3 separate regions of the Sus scrofa genome follow, and regions 1 and 2 are each linked to region 3. The links are chromatin contacts, called in public HiChIP or PLAC-seq maps. All regions are on one chromosome and are shown on one strand. Each heading gives the region's core, a stretch centred on a gene start, on an enhancer-like site or on the middle of the called end of the contact. The rest is flanking DNA. Distances are from core to core; before and after follow the strand shown. Region 1 holds the start of PUS10 (putative tRNA pseudouridine synthase Pus10). Region 2 holds the start of PAPOLG (poly(A) polymerase gamma). Region 3 holds the start of REL (proto-oncogene c-Rel).

Region 1 (2,725 bases), core at 161-2,660, 120 kb after region 3:
TGGGCCTTTCCTTTAAAGACAACGTTTCTCCTGTAGTTCACTAGATTAAAGGTATCACGACAGTCAGTAAATGACACAGTGCAATCTCTTGGCTCTGAAAAGTTCCCAAACCTGTTCAGAATTACAAAACCTTGAGTAACTAACTGCAAGAGGTTTTAAAAAAACAAAACCCTCCTCCATATGTGTTAATAATGAAACTTATAAACCTCTCAAGATCATTTTCGCGTAGCAACAATCTAGCGACTTTTCAAGAAAGTTAACATTATTAGGAGAAAATACTTTATGCCTTAAGGCAGTTTCACCTTGATGTACTGCACTGAAATGACAGGCTTTTATAAGACATCAGAAATCAGTTGTTCCATATTAGATTTATTATCTTTGAAAGCAAGCCCTGAGAAATATACCCCATACTGTAAGGTTTTCGCTGTTGGTTACCTTTAAAATGTTTGCTTTTCGTTTACATGTTTACACAAAGAACTGGAACTTCTCATTGCAAAAGAACCTCTCCCACGTGTTAAGATCCCTACGGGGATGGAGTCCCTCTCCACAAACCAATGGCCCCGTCTCTAGTTTACCAGAGGAAAGGATGGATTTTCCTTTCTCACACGATTACAGAAACTACTGCAGTCAAGGAGGCAGCAAAATAACCAGGCTGAGTCTAATCCTGTAATCTTTTCGAACTTATTTCCATACAGAAGGGGGTCATTCTTCTTGTGGGGTGGGGGTGGAGTGTGGATTTCCAAAGGAGGCACTCCTAACTTCATTGCGCCACTGATAAACACTCAGCAGTGGAATCCACTCTAGATTTCTGGAAAGTTCATCCCCAAATCTAACCTCGAGTCTTTCCTGTGGCCAACCAAGCAAGCCTTGCTCCCCTTAAGTCAGGTCCAAGAAACTTCCGACTCACCGCCCTGCTACCAAAGCTTCTGCAGCTGGTGGGAAACGATCTCCTCCATCCACACCTCTCCAGAACCCTGTCCGCACCCCCTCACTTCAAATCTCCCCACCTCACCTTCTCCCACGACGCCGGAGCCTGAGATTTAACCCCTTCCAGCCCTCCAGTGGGAACGGGGAGGACTAAAGACAACGCACCAATTGCGTCTAGCAATTCTGTTCCCCGAGGAAACATGAGCTTTAGAAAGAAAGTACCAGCTGCTAACTCGAGGACTGAGTGGAGTCTCCCCTACCTGTTTGCAGGGAAATCAGTCGAGCTGCCACACAGACCGGCACCCCCCCCCCCGCCCCGCGGGGACAGGAATGCGTGGGGCACTATTCCCGGCTGGAGCCGGACTTGTCCCAAATAAGCTTCCGTGGGACTCCGATGTCTAGGATACTGTAGCCGCTGCCAGAAGTATCGATAAGCTCCTACCCTCATCGGGTTTAGAATGGAAATCCTTCTAGGTCAAAGAAAAAGAGAGCATTTCTTCCCCTGGATTAGTGGTATCCTAATAGACTGTAGTCCCAGCCGCAAAGCTCCACAAGTCACAACCTGACTGCAGAGACAGGCCGGGTGGAGGGTTCCGCGCTCTGCAAGTTGTGCCTTGCGCGCAAACGGATGGTGTCCCCGGGCCTGGAGAGTCCCGGCTCAGAGCCCAGTGCAGAGCGGCAGCCGAGAGGAGGTGGAGATGGCGTCCCAGCCGCCTCCTCCCCCTAAACCCTGGGAGACCCGCCGGATTCCGGGGGCCGGGCCGGGACCGGGACCTGGCCCCACTTTCCAGTGAGTGTTTGATTCTTCTGGCCACGAGTTTTGTGGGCCGGAGCGGGCACTTGGTAAGGGGCGGTTGAGGCCGTTATTAGGGGTGAGGTGTCCCCTCCCCCTCTCATCCAGTCCCCACCCCGCCCCCCAGCCTTAAGCGGGTCGAGGTGCTGCCGGGGCGCCAGCAACGGGAATTTCAGTGTCGGATAGTTGCTTCTGGCTCGGCGGTTTTCGGTAGCGACGTTTTCCAGGGGGCTTCTGGGTCCCGGGGCTTGGAAGAAACGGTGCGGCTGTTTCTTCTGTTTGCGGGACACTCTGACGGAACTGTTTGACTCTTCTACCTCCGCCACCCCTACCCTTCTTCCCCTTAAAGAGTTAGACTTTCGGTTCGTAGCTGCTCAGAGAGGCATTTGCCCAGCCCCGGTTTGATAGGGAACAAAGTCTCAAGCCTTTAACCATTTCTCAAGTTGGTGAAAAGTCAGCAGGTCACATTTAACGCAACTGGAGCTCAAGCCTATACACAGTGCATTCTTTTCCAGCTTACGTAAAGCAATGAAGTTTTGGAAAAGCAACTTTAAAGCAGGAGTTGAGAACTGAGGCCTATGAGTGGCCTTTGTGTGCTAGATAGAGTGTGATTTTTCTAAGCCTGTGAGATATTGTTTTGTTGTAATCAATGTTAAATAGATTTACAGCTCAAAAAAAGTTAAAATAGAATAAAAGAGGAAATTTCACAGCCTTGTGTGTTTTGTGTTGAGTAGATCTGGACATCTTAATTCAAGGAAGAAAAACTCGAATGTCAAATCCCTACTGTGGTAGGTTTACCTAAATAAAAATCCCCAACAGGGGGACACAGCTTTTTGAGGACATGGGTTAGCTGTGACAAAGCAATAAAACTATTATTTTCTCCTTCACACCCCCACCCACCCCAAATTCCCAACGCACTGGAATGTATTTCTGCTATGTTTTAAAATCTCGTAATCTTTTCGCTCAGCGCTTAGGAGCCCGACTAGTATCCGCGAGGATGCTAGT
Region 2 (3,078 bases), core at 534-3,033, 110 kb before region 3:
AAAAAAAAAAGGAAACCTCAAGGAAAGGAGACTTTCAGTCTCCTAGTCTGGCAAGACTCCCTAAGCTGTTGGGGAGATGGGGAGAGGTGGCAAGAATGAGCTCTTTGGTGCTTCTGGGCAAGACCACAAGCCCTGATAAGGAGCTCTAAACAAGACCAGGATGCAGCAGAAGGTGCATTTACCAGGGCCCAGCTGTGTACAATTTGTCCTAACTCCCCCTGATTCCTTGATCTCAAGAAGTGGGAAGGGAGAGACCCTGGATGACCAAGACGGTCTGTGTCTGCCAGCTCAGAATGAGGAGCTTGAGGTCAAAAATTAAGTTTTAGAAAATAAAGTGATATTTCTTGCCTGTCTGAATTTTCATTTTGGCTCTACATACCCTTCTAATTCTTTTACAATCCTATTAACTTCATTTTAAAGACAGGAAAGGGCTTTTTAAGGTTAATTTCCCTAAGGTCACAAAACTAGAAAGTACCAAAACTAGAATTCGAATTTGGGTCTCCCTGGCATTGAAGCCCTTGATAGCAATTACTATATCCTGCCTGGGATAGGTTTTGCCATCTCCCTACCACCTGTACCCAATCCCTATTCCCAAATCTTGCTAATTTAAGCACATGCCCTATTCCAGAAAGCCACTATTGAGCATCCCCTGTCCCCAGGTTTAATTGGCCCTCTTTGGGCCTCCCAAAATCTCCTAACCGCATCCCATCACAGACTGTACTGTATTTTAGTGATCTCTCTATGTGCTTATTCTCCTTCACTAGACTGAACTTTTGAGAGCAGGAATTAAGTATCTCTAGTGCCTGACACATAGTAGGTGATTTGTTTCTACAACAGAAGAATATCACTTATATTCAATTGTCTCCTCACTAAACAATACATCTGGGAGTTACCTTTTGACTCAGCAGGTTAAGGATCTGGCATTGTCACCCCTGTGGCTCTGGTTACAGCTATGGCATGGGTTCATCCCTAGCATGGGAACTTCTGCATGCCTCAGGCCTACCAAAAAAGAGAATACCTCTGGTTTTGTGCACAACTAAATCACTGAAGCCTACCACAGTGCTTGACACAAATTAGGTTTTCAATAAATATTTTTGAATGAATGATTCTATATGTACTCTCTATCTACTATGACTCTGAGTCACATTCCAAGAAAAAGCTTCTTCACATTCTTTTCCTTATAATGACTTACTGTTTTAAATTATTTCTACCCTTTGACATTTTAAAATTTGTCATCACTTTACCATTTTCATCCTCACATGAAACACGATTTCCAATATTCAAAAGTGTGAGATTTTCATTGTGTTCTATTTATCCTATCACAAACTGCGAGCATTCCTATCAACCTCTTCCACTTTACTAGAACGTCATTAATCAGGGGGAGGTACTTAGAGGTGAAGGGAACAGTTAGCCTCCAATTGACAAGCTTGCTCTTCTCTGGGGTTATTGCAAAGTCACACGTTCCTGGGTGTGACCTTCTCAGGACATAATCTCCTCAAGGGCTGAATTGATTAGACTATGACTATGACCTATTAAATTAAAGGTGTGGCATAATGAAAGAGTTAAAATAGTATTTTCTATGCAAGGTTGTGATCTTTTTTAAAATATATGATATAGGCTCTCATAAGAGAAACAGGAAAACACGTCCCAAATTACCTTCCTAGCAGTTAGCCTGGATTGACAGTCCCACTGAACAAAGGAAGGAACCAAACACTCCTTGAGACCTATGTTTGCAGCCCGAGCCGGTTCCCCTCCTATGGGCGGGGCACCCGGAGCCTCCGGGACCCAGGGGGAGGGGGCGGGGTGGGGAGGGGGCGGGTCCAGGTCTCAAGGGGCGGGGCCACGGCGGGCGAGAGGCAGGCTGGGAAGCGGCGCCATATTGGCGTCGGCCGCGCTGTATTGTCATAAATAGAGCCGGTTTTGTGGTGTTTTCACTACTCGGTTGGATGCCTCGGCCGTAGTAAGTGAGAGAGTAAGAGAGCGAGGAAGCGAGCTGCAAACGAGCGGAGGAAAGTGGACAGGAGGAGAAGGGAAGAGCAAGAACAGGACTCCAGAGCGAAAGGCACTCGCCGGTGAGGGGGACGCAGGAAGCGATGAAAGAGATGTCTGCGTAAGTGTTGGGGGGCGGCGGTTGGGGGAGAGGCAGAACGGAGTGGGCAGGGATGGTCGGCCCGGGATCCCGCTTTCGTTTCCTGCCCCCGCGTTCTGGCCGGAGCACTGCAGGGTGGTCTCCTTCCCTGCACCCGGCCGGTCGACAAGGGCACCTCCCTACACACTGGGCGCTCACCTGGCACCCTTGCACAGACTCGGGGACTCCAGGAGACCCCCATCTGCGCCTGGCTGCCCCACCTCTGAGGACGCCCCCAAATGAGGTTGCGGCGGGAGAGAGGCTCGTGTGTCCGTAGGGAGAAATTGTCGGTCACAGTCCTGCCCCCAGCACTGTCTGAGCCGGTTTCTGCTCCAGTCTGCATTGGCGCAAATACCATCCCCCTACCTCCTCCTCCTCCGTCTTCATGACCTGCGGTCTCCAGGTCTTCAAGAGTGAATGACCTACCCCAGCCCATGGGTTTCTCTTTAATAAAGGTTGTGCTGTTTTCACCCTCCCCTGGCCTCCCCACCTATCCACCGTGCATCTGCGGGTCTCTTCCTCCTGCTCATACTTGGGTAAGTCAGAAACGGTGTCCTCCTGGCAGGATTTTAAGCTTTTGACATTTTGGTTTATTAGGAAATAATTTGAACATACAGAAAAATGCAAGGAATAGCATAAGCAGCATTTGTGTAGCCACCATCCATCTCTCCCCAAACATAACGTGCTGTGTGTGTGTGTGTGTGTGTGTGTGTGTGTGTTTATACACATCTTTATTTAAAAGAAACCAAGCATAATGAGTATATCTGAAGGATTCTCCTACCCCCTCCTCCTTTGGTCCCATTCACCCCCTCCCCCAGAGTTCCCCACAGTTCTGAATTTTATGCTCATTGCTGCATTTTTTTTTTTTTTTGCTATTGCTATACATGTATGTTCCAAATTGGCATTGTTTTACTTGTTTTTAAGCTTCATATAACTAGTATCACACTTGT
Region 3 (2,940 bases), core at 12-2,511:
TGAGCAGCTGCGGAGTAGGCTGGCAGCTGCAGCTCCAATTTGACCCCTAGCCTGGAAACTTCCACATGCTGTGAGTGGGACCCTAAAAAAGCAAGCAAGCAAGCTAAACAAGCCTCTTATAGCTTTGTGCCCCTTTAAGATCTTTCTTGGGGCCTTGGAGCTATCTCTTGGAAATGTGAACATCAAGGAGGATGTTGCCCCATCTCCCTGTTTCTGTAGAAGTTTAAACCCTGGCTTTTAGCTCCAAGATGTAACTTCCTATTATTTTTCCTTGGGATAAAGACAAGTTTGTAATTGATTGTACCTGTCTGATTATATAAAGTGAGATTTCTTTTTTGTCTTTGCAATCGTCTTAACGCATCACAGTATGGTTTAATGTTTATTCAATAATAAAACTTTCATTCTTTTCTACTTTATTTCGTGAAGAGGATATTTTGGGAGTGGCAGGAGATTTTAATTATTTCCCCAACCGGATCCCCCAGTTTTGGCACCTGTATGGCAGACTATTTTCCATTACTCCTCCATATTTATTTTAGGCAGCAAAGGATAGTGGAAAGAGCCTGGAGCTTTGGAGTCAGACAACCCTGAATTTAAATTGTGCTTTTCTTTTTACTAGCATTCTAAAATAAGGACAAGTTACGTCTCTGAACCCTGATTGCCTCACCTATCAAATTAGGATAATAATACATTACAAACGAGGCAACTAAACTGACACTTAGGTCCTTTACACAGTAAGGAAACAAAGTAAACTTAGATTCCTTTAGTATACTAAACGTTACATTCCCTCTTTCCTCGGGCTATTTCTGTCCAGTCCCAAGGCAGTGTCCACATTAATCTTGAGCACAATGAACATCAGGCAACGAACTCACATTGCGGACCCTAAGAGCTTAAAAAGTTTTAGTTTGTAAAGTACGTTAACAGAGCCCTCGCAATTTAGACAGGCAAAGGAAGAAGATCGGGGGTCTCCGTATGCAAATATATGAATTACGACCGCGCACCGGCTACCGCGGCTTCCGCACTTCCCTTCGAGGGCGCTCGGGTACATCGGCGCTGTGCCGCCAGCCCGCGCGGGGGCGGAGATTTGCGTGTGCAAGAAGGGGAACCACCCATCGAAAACCCCCCCAAGCCCGGGAGGGCCGGCCCCACTTCGCGCCCGGCCCACCCCTAAGTGCTTGCCGGCGGTCGGCCCTCCTGACGTCACCGCACCCTCCCACCTGCTCCTGAACTTTAAGCCAAGCGCCCAAGAACATCCTGGAGGAGGGGGATTTCTCAGGAGCCAACAGCTTTCGCACGCTGGGGGAAGTCACCTCCCGGGTCCCAGCGTTCCCTGCGCTCCCGAAGGTCCCCCGTTCCCGCTTCCCAAACTGGATCCCAAGCCCTTGGGGGCTCCGGGGAGGGGGCGGGGCACGGGGCAGCCCAGCGCCGACGCACGCGCGCGAGTCTCAAGGCGTCCCGCCCCCTCCCGGGGGAAGGCGGCGGTGTAGGGGGCCTACGTCAGCTAGGGGAAATTCCCCTCCCGCCGGGCAGCCTGCCTCTCGGGCCGGCCAGAGCTGGGCTGCCGCTGCTGCTGCTGCTGCTGCGCTCCGCCCCCTGCCCCTGGCTCCCGCAGCCTGGACTGGCGACGCCGGGTGACCCGAGCGCGAGAATTAAGCGGGTGGGAAGGTGTGAGCCGCAAACCCAGAGGAGGGCGGGAAGGAGGAGGAGGTCCCGGGGGTGGTCAAGGGGATTGGGGATCCCGCTGGCAGAGGTCCCTCGGCCGCCGGACTGACTGACTGCGGCGGCCTCCGGTTCGGACGCTCGGAGCAGGGCGGCGCGGTGAGCAGAGCCATGGCCTCGGGTGAGTGTGTTCCCGCGCGGGCTACCTCTAACAGCGGGAGGGCAGGAGCGGGTCCGAGGGTCTTGCTGCTCAGAGTTTCGGGGGGTCAGTTTTGGTTGTGGCTCTTTGTGTCTTTAAACTCGACGCTGGCAAACTGTCAAGCTTTTGAAAAAGTGACAGAGTTCGGGGTTTGTGTGTGAAATCAAAGTCAAGCTCTGTAATTTGATGCCGTTGTAGTCGTCGGAACCTTAGAACTTCCCAAAGACTTGGGTCTTGGATTAGGGAAGTTAGAAGAATCTGAATGAAGGAAGACGAAATCCTCATATTTAAAAATTGATTTATTATTGAATTGGAGGTTTTACGTTTTAGAACAGGAAGGAGGATCCTTCCGACCTCAGGAGAGCTCTTTTTAGTTTAATCTCATCAGTTGCTGAGAGGTGATTGCTGTTGTTGCTGACAGCTGGGCAAAATGCGGTGAGGCTTTAAAAATTACCAGTGGTATTTTAATAGGTAGTAGGTGGAAAAGTTGCTTCAACCAAGTGGATCATTTTTACTGTGAAGTGCCTACTAACTTGTAAAACAGAAGTCGAGTTTTGTTTTCCTTTTTGGAAAGAAGGGGGAAAGACGGTTTTTTATTTTGTTTTGTTTTATCATCTCCGTGCTTTAAAATATGATGAAGCATGAAAAGAACTTTCTATCACTTATAAACTAGCAAATATTTATTTATAGTTAATACTTAATGTGAATCTCTTTCTTTGGGGAACCGAGTTTACCAAGAAACTGCTTCAAGGATGAGGGAGGGCCCCTCAGATCCCGCCATGGTTTAGGTCGGCTTGTAACCTGAGGCAAGCAAATCAAGTAGACTGAATTCGAGTGGGACTTTTATTGGAGTCTGGGCAAGGTTCGGGGTGGGGGGCCGGGGGGCGCTTTCCCGCCAGAGGGAGCAGCGAGAGCAAAGTCTCAGAAGCCTAAAAGTGCGTTAACACGGTGCCGGGAGGCTGAAGAGGGAGACTTGTTTATGCTTGACCCACATCCTCCCAACTGCCTGGTTCAGTGACCCTCGGAGGGCTGATGACTAGAAGAGAAGAGGAAGTAGAGAGCATAAAGGACTTTTTTTTAAAGGG

Evidence for each region. HiChIP or PLAC-seq counts read pairs in DNA pulled down with a chosen protein or histone mark.
Region 1: a contact with region 3 is called in an H3K27ac HiChIP or PLAC-seq map of skeletal muscle. The contact joins the promoter of PUS10 here to the promoter of REL in region 3. A contact is called at or near these places in 1 of 5 promoter capture datasets (fetal liver), 7 of 47 Hi-C or Micro-C datasets (embryonic fibroblasts, fibroblasts, heart right ventricle and 3 more) and 2 of 2 datasets of contacts at active chromatin or transcription factors (alveolar macrophages and skeletal muscle).
Region 2: a contact with region 3 is called in an H3K27ac HiChIP or PLAC-seq map of alveolar macrophages. The contact joins the promoter of PAPOLG here to the promoter of REL in region 3. A contact is called at or near these places in 2 of 47 Hi-C or Micro-C datasets (heart right ventricle and liver) and 1 of 2 datasets of contacts at active chromatin or transcription factors (alveolar macrophages).

Annotation. Positions count from the first base shown.
Region 1 is chr3:80,789,929-80,792,653 of Sscrofa11.1, reverse strand. It overlaps PUS10 (putative tRNA pseudouridine synthase Pus10), which reads right to left and starts at 1,410. Exons shown (of 19, transcript XM_021087518.1): 1 at 1,188-1,410. The coding sequence starts at 1,375. PEX13 (peroxisome biogenesis factor 13) reads left to right here and starts at 1,547. Exons shown (of 4, transcript XM_003481205.4): 1 at 1,547-1,717. The coding sequence starts at 1,626.
Region 2 is chr3:81,024,074-81,027,151 of Sscrofa11.1, reverse strand. It overlaps PAPOLG (poly(A) polymerase gamma), which reads left to right and starts at 1,783. Exons shown (of 22, transcript XM_003125108.5): 1 at 1,783-2,110. The coding sequence starts at 2,094.
Region 3 is chr3:80,910,554-80,913,493 of Sscrofa11.1, reverse strand. It overlaps REL (proto-oncogene c-Rel), which reads left to right and starts at 1,261. Exons shown (of 10, transcript XM_005662527.3): 1 at 1,261-1,837. The coding sequence starts at 1,828.